Regions from separate parts of the Mus musculus genome. Here region 2 is linked to region 1. A link is a contact called in public HiChIP or PLAC-seq data. All regions are on one chromosome and are shown on one strand. Each heading gives the region's core, a stretch centred on a gene start, on an enhancer-like site or on the middle of the called end of the contact. The rest is flanking DNA. Distances are from core to core; before and after follow the strand shown. Region 1 has its middle 26 kb from the start of Atp6v1g3. Region 2 has its middle 14 kb from the start of Gm5833.

Region 1 (3,379 bases), core at 228-2,727:
ATGTAAAAGTATGATATTCTCAAAGAATAAATATAAAATTTATAAAAAAGGCCATTGAAATTTGAGGATAATTCCAATATATAATTGAACCTGTAGATCACTTTGAGTATTAGGGGCATTTTAATATTAACTTTTCTCATATGTAAATAAGGAATCTGTTTCTGTGTGTGTGTGTGTGTGTGTGTTTGTCATAATCCTGTTGAGATTGCAGGTGTATGCTACCATACCTTGTTTATGAAGTAGCTTTTAGTTATATATACTTATGCCATTTACCTCATTAACTCTACTAGTAAATATTTTATTCTCATTTGCAAATGGGATTGTTTTTAAATGTATTTTAAAATTATTTATTAGTGTATGGATAAAAATTATTTTTGCTTATTATTTATGTGACTTTTGTGGGTTTCTAGGCCTAATCTTATGTCATAGGTAGGCTTAAGATAAAAAACTTCTTACTTTATAATTTGAAAACCTTTACCATTTGAAAGTCTTTTTTTTTTTTTTTTTTTTTTTGCCTAATTATACTGACTAGGACTTGTCAGGTCCAAAGGAAAATCTACTTCTCCAAATTCCCATAGACAGAGGGGACAAATGACTATCTGTGGATCCTGTTAGCCTATGACTATCTGGACCCTATTAGCATACCAACGTATATGCTGGCCTCTAGGCTTCCTCATTATCATAAGTATCTGTTAAACATTTCAAAGTCCACACCAGCATCTTCTCTCCTTCCTCCTTAAACGTTGCCAGCTCAATGGTTCCCCTCCACCCCAGATATTAATTCTCTTTATAATCCTGCAATTTTTCTATGTTCTGTCTCTCTTTGCACCCCCCTCCCCCCGCTCTGGAGTCTTCTAGATGCCTCTGGCTGTTCTCTCTGCCCCCCTTCCCCTCACCTATCTAGAATAAAACCTTTCCCTTAACCATACCATAGAGTTGTCATATCGTCAATACATATGTTACTATATTGAAGAAAGTATTGGGGTGAGGGTTTGGAGATTTAGCTCAGTGGGAAAGCACTTGTTTACTAAGTGAAAAGATCTGCTGTGTTTGGTCTTCAGCTCAGGGGGGGGGTGGGGGAAAGTGCTGAGACAAGTCCCCTTGTACTTCTCCTGACCTTTAGAAAAGCCGTTTTGAGTTTTCTACCATCTAGTATAATTATCATGGGTCTCAAGGCTACTCAGCACGGAAAGTAAGGGGAAGAGTAGTGTTCAAGGACAGATACTTCCTCTGGGTCAGACATCAATCACTACTGCCTGGCACCATGGAGCAGAGTTTACCATGGTAACTGAGAGAATATCAGGACCTTGAAGTCTTGGCCATGAAATAAGCAAAATTAATACAGTGTTAGGCAGCTCTGTGGTAATGGAAACAGGCATGTTAACGCTCTCACAGAAGGGGGTTGGTGTCAGCAAATCCTCACCTGAGACTTCAGCCACAGCTCCTTCCTGCCCTGCAGCTGTCTGGGGGGTGGGGGCGTGTTAGAACTCATAGGAAGTGCAAGTTTGCCTGTGGTTGGGCTTTCAGTGATACAGCCTTGGTGAGCGATATATCCCCCATGCTGGTGGCACTCTTCTCTGCTATGGCTGCTTCTGAGTTCCCCATGTTTCTCTAACTAAACTCAATAAACTAATGTGGATAGAAGCGCTGCTCTGCTCTGTCATGGCCTTCTCTTGGTGGGTTGGATGTTTCCTCATAACTCTCTATCAAAAGCAATGCAGACAAGAGTGAAGAGTGAGATTGGTACACAATGGTGCTTTAAAAGAGATATACTGGACACTGGGCGTTAACTCTCTAAGAATACCAATAGCCCGAAACATCTGTCTTACACGTATATTTAAGTAGTGTTTTCTTGTATTTCCCTGCGTTTAAACAGAAGAATGGTACAAGAATATAGTGTTTCTTGTTTTTTTGTTAAAAATGCTCTATCAGTTTCATTTATTCTAAAACACATGGTCAGATCTTTCCTGTAAACCACTACTACCAGAAAAAGTACTTTCACAAATTCTGAATCTGAGAACATGTTTGCTTCTTTTACCACATCTACATCTGCCTATGCCTTTCTTTCAAGCTCACCATTAAAAACATTACCCCCACAAACCCTGTAATCATCTGTTTTCATTATGAATTAGCAGTTGTCTGCTTTCCCTTATTTCCAATAGAAATCTGAGATTGTGAAAGATGACCCCACTCAAGCTGTGATCACCTTGGTAAGAGAATCGAGCTTTTACTCACCACAGAAGACACGTTTAAGTGCCACGAGACAGTAGGCTTTGCCCTAAGGATTGTGTTAGCATCACTTATCAGCAAGCTATAGCACCCTACCAAGGAGGTGCCCCATAACTATGTGGCTATAACCTCTATCAGGACATTCCTTGCCCAGGGTTCAGGTTCATGTCTTCAAGTGTCTGGTTGTGCCCACAAGAAGCTTTCCAAGTGAAACACCAAAGGCCTTCCTGCAATCCTGTCTTTGCCTTCAGCCTGGTCAATGGAATATTCACTTTTGTCTATATTCTGCTGCAAGTCTTGCTGACTGAACTAGTTTTAAAGAAACTTCCATCATTTGGGGAGTGCTGTTTGTTTTGGTTGTTTACTGTTTTTTATTTGTTTGTTTTGTTTTTCTGAGACAGTATCTCACTGTGCATTCCAGGCTGGTTATGAATACCCTATGTAGATTATAGGCCTCCAGATGGGATTCCTCTTATCTCAGTCTCCCAGAGGAAGAAGTGTGAAAATCTTTTTAAACAGATCTTGATCTTACAGTTTTATTGCCCTGTAAATGCCAGACGCAGGATGTTAAGGCTTTGGGGTGTTACTTTGTACTCAAGTGTGAACCAGATGTATCACAAGAGCTTCCTCACCGTGCTATTTCCAAGACTCAAACCAGGGTGTGCTGGTTAGGTGCATGTCAACTCAACATAGTTTGGGATAACCTCAGTTGTGAAGATAATCCCACCAGATTGGCCCAGAACTAAGCCTGTGGGATATTTCCTTGATTAATTACTGGTGGGAGATGGGGGCTAGCTCACTATGGGTTGTGCCATCACTGGGTTTCTGGTCCTGTGTGCTATAAGAAAACCAGGCTGAGCAAACCATGATGACCAAGCCAGTAATAGCACTTCTGTGACCTCTATATCTTTTCCTGTCTCCAGGTTCCTGCCTTGCTTGGGTTCCCTCTCTGACTCCTTTTAATGTGGAAGTGTGAGATGAAGTAAACCCTTTCCTCTAAAGTTACTCATGGCCATGGTGTTTCATCACAGCAAGGAAGCCCTAAGTGAGACACGTACACAAAACCTGAGACCCAAATGCTCAGCTAACTTACATACTCTCACTGTCTGGTTAAGCAAGCCAAATTCTGCATAGCCACACACATGTGTGT
Region 2 (3,234 bases), core at 464-2,963, 400 kb before region 1:
CAGTAGCTAGGCAAGTTTTCTTAAGTTTGAAAAGTCTCCCCACCCTCCCATCTCCGTTTCTCTGAACCAAATAACTAGAAAAGGGTTGAGCAGAGGTAGATATTTCTCTTTCCTTGAGTGTTACTGAGGACAAGCTGAAAACACTGGTCATTTTGCTTGTCTTCTTTAAAAGTCAGGGGTGCCAGTATCTAGATATAGAGAAGGATAGGAGCTGTCTGAAGACCCTCCTTTGGAACAAGTTAATTGCCCGGGGATGGAGCTGGCCAGAACAACCCTCAACTGGCGGCAATGTGTTGAATGTATCTTTGAAGAATAGAATTTGTTAAATACATATTACTCACATGAAATGGATTCTATATATGATATATATACTTTGAGAAATATAAAACAAGAAGGTGTTAGTTATTACACTAATTTTTGGAACAGAAGTCTTGCAAATAAAGAAATATGAGGTATCAGACCAAGCGTTCCCATTCCCAGCCACACACTGAAGTCACCTGGGATCCACATTAAAGGTCTGCACTCCACCAGTTTTGAATCATACATCTGATGCCATGCCAAGGAATCCATGCATGTTTAAAACTTGGGGGTGACATTGATACATGTCCAGGCTTCTAGACTTCCCCTTTCTGTTTCCAGTATGATTCTCCCAACTCTCTGCTCTCTGCACAGGACAGTCTTTGAGAAAAGTTATGAAGTGGGTGCTGTGTAATGGAATAGTCAGGAACATCATGGGCAGTGGGAACACAGATCAGGTCCTGTCTGTAAAGAGCTTAAAATAACCCAGGAGTGGTACAGCCGTAGGCAGTGATCATTGCTCCATTCACCAGAAACCTGAGATATGCCTGCAGGTTCTGGTTCTTTCATTCTGGGGAAGGTCCATGGTGACATTCAGAGCTAGGGAGCAAGTGGACCACCATGTGATGGTCAAAGAAATCCAGCACAATAGTTCTAACGAAAAGGTAGAAATATTTCTTGTCTCAGATTCGTGTAGGGAGCCATGTTTGAGGATTTAAGATTCTACAGAGGTGTGGAATGTGAATCTTTTCATTACTGTTGTGGATATACTGTCTCCATTTATTTAAAAATATAAAAGTCTGCTTTCTGAATTGATCCCTGATTTATAAGAATATCATTACAATTACAAATATGGCGTTACTGCTCTTCGTTTCTCCTGTTAGAATGATAGCTTAGTGCTTATGATAATTCTTCCCCGTTTTCCTGCAACTGATTTATCCCTTGTCCGACCCAACTTCCCCACTTGCCATTGCTCCTGTCTCTCCGGACCGCCCACTTCACACGGGAATGTTAATAATGGAATATGTTATGCACGTTTTCATTAGCATGCTTTGAAGTTGCTATTCTCTATAATTAATCACTACCATAAATATTCCATGTATATGCTGTACATATATACTCTTTCTGGGTCACTGAACTGATAAAACAGCTTATTCTTAAGCACGGCTGCGAATCACAGGACATGAGTGAGCTACACGCTAGTTAATAACATGCATGTAGCAAGCAGAGCTCATCCTAGGGTTTCCTGCGGGCTTGAGATTGTTGAAAATCTTTTGTTTTCAAATAGTGCATATGCTGATAAGATCAAAAGTTAGCACGTCATGCTACATTTAATAAGTTCCATTGTTTCCAGCACCTTATATATTTATAAATAACTTGAAAGTATAAATGAGGAAGAGATAAGCTCACCTTGTGGCCTTTTTCTTCAGAGAAAGAAGTGGGTGGCTTGTTTTCTCTAAGTAGATTACACTCAGCCTGTGTCCTCACTAAGATCAAATGACTCGCCAGGTTATTAACTCATTTAGAAACACCCATGTTTAAGATATTTTATGTGAGACATCTTCCTTCTAATGACATTTCTCTTGATTTATAAAGCAGATGGTATTCTCATAAGATTGAGTAAATACGTTCCCATGCATTATGGGAGAATAATTTTATGTAGGTGCAGTCCTAGAGAAGGAGGCCTCCTGATCTTTTCTTCCACACTATTTTGGAGCATCTACTTTGACATTGGAGACAGTCTGCTTTCTTCCAGCTAAGATAAAAGGTTTTTCTGTGTGACAGGATATAACCAAGTCCCCAAATGCCAACACTGGCTCAAAGATACAGTCAGAAATCAGGGCAGGCATAATGGTATTAGGTCAGTATCAGAAGTGTAGACACCATATTTTTACTCTAAGCAGAGGTGATAGAAAAATTGACATTAGAAACACAGCTAGCTTCAGTGAGGTTTGCTCTTCCATCCATCCATCCATTCATGCAGACCTTCAGTCAACATCTATAGGTCACCAAGACCATGCAATGTGTTTCCCTTTGTGAAACTGAAGCTGCAGGTATAAGCAGTCTCTGAAGACAGGTACCATTCAGTCACACGTTTTATTTTCTTAGAACTGTGAAGGAAATGGAGGAAACATGGTACTACGTTAAAAAAATGATTAGAACAAGAAAGAGGTCACCAAACCCCAGAGGCCAAGGCTCACAGCTGAAGTCACAGCTGTATTTGTGGGAGGCTGAGTGCCATGCTAACACAGTACAGCTTTGAGCTACTTGGCTTGGAAACCAGAGAGGTAAAACTGAGTTTCCAGGCTTGCTTTCTCTGCTGTGTTGTCTTGAACACATCAGCCCATCTGAATGTCAGTTTAACTGCTAAAAGCAGATGGCACATAGGAAGATGAACAATGAGGAATAAGATCTACCTCACAGTCATGTTCAGCAAATTGATTTCAGGGTTTTATAAAGATGGACTTTATGACGGCACTAGCAAGCAGCCCTCACCTCTGCAACCTACCCACTCTCCTTCTTTCTCTTCTCTTCCCTTCCCTCTTACCACTGCTTCCCTTTCTGTCTACGTCTTTTTCCTTTTCTTCTTTTAGTAGAACATAGTCATGTTACAGAATAAATGTTCATTAATCCAATTAACCTCACATCCAACCACTACAGATGTCAGGATGGTTGACAAATGGTTTGAACTTGGTTCCCTCGCTTGAGTTGCTAGCTGCAGCTACTCCACTGCAGTACTGAGTGATCACTGGTCTACTCATATGCATGGTTGCTTTTATTTTCCATGGGCATTTCAATGTGAAAACCCTCCTCTGTTGTCTGTACTTGTAAGCACTTCTGAGGGATAAGGGTCACTCATCGTGACCATCATATAGAAGGGGGGAAAAAATCAAGAAGTGTTAGAAAATTGAAATGCCCCAGAAAGGAAATGTTCAG

What was found. HiChIP or PLAC-seq counts read pairs in DNA pulled down with a chosen protein or histone mark.
Region 2: a contact with region 1 is called in a Foxp3 HiChIP or PLAC-seq map of regulatory T cells, with 8 times the contacts expected there. The contact joins two enhancer-like sites. A contact is called at or near these places in 1 of 484 Hi-C or Micro-C datasets (neural progenitor cells) and 1 of 115 datasets of contacts at active chromatin or transcription factors (regulatory T cells).

What each region holds. Positions count from the first base shown.
Region 1 is chr1:138,297,774-138,301,152 of GRCm38.p6, reverse strand. No RefSeq gene overlaps it. Among named protein-coding and RNA genes, the nearest start is that of Atp6v1g3, 26 kb to the right of the region's middle. Within about 2 kb of position 1,477, at least 72 of the 459 cell types and tissues checked have an H3K27ac peak or open chromatin away from gene starts, as enhancers often do. A contact at or near this core is called in regulatory T cells, where this site is marked.
Region 2 is chr1:138,694,405-138,697,638 of GRCm38.p6, reverse strand. It overlaps the pseudogene Gm8790. Among named protein-coding and RNA genes, the nearest start is that of Gm5833, 14 kb to the right of the region's middle. Within about 2 kb of position 1,713, at least 2 of the 459 cell types and tissues checked have an H3K27ac peak or open chromatin away from gene starts, as enhancers often do. A contact at or near this core is called in regulatory T cells, where this site is marked.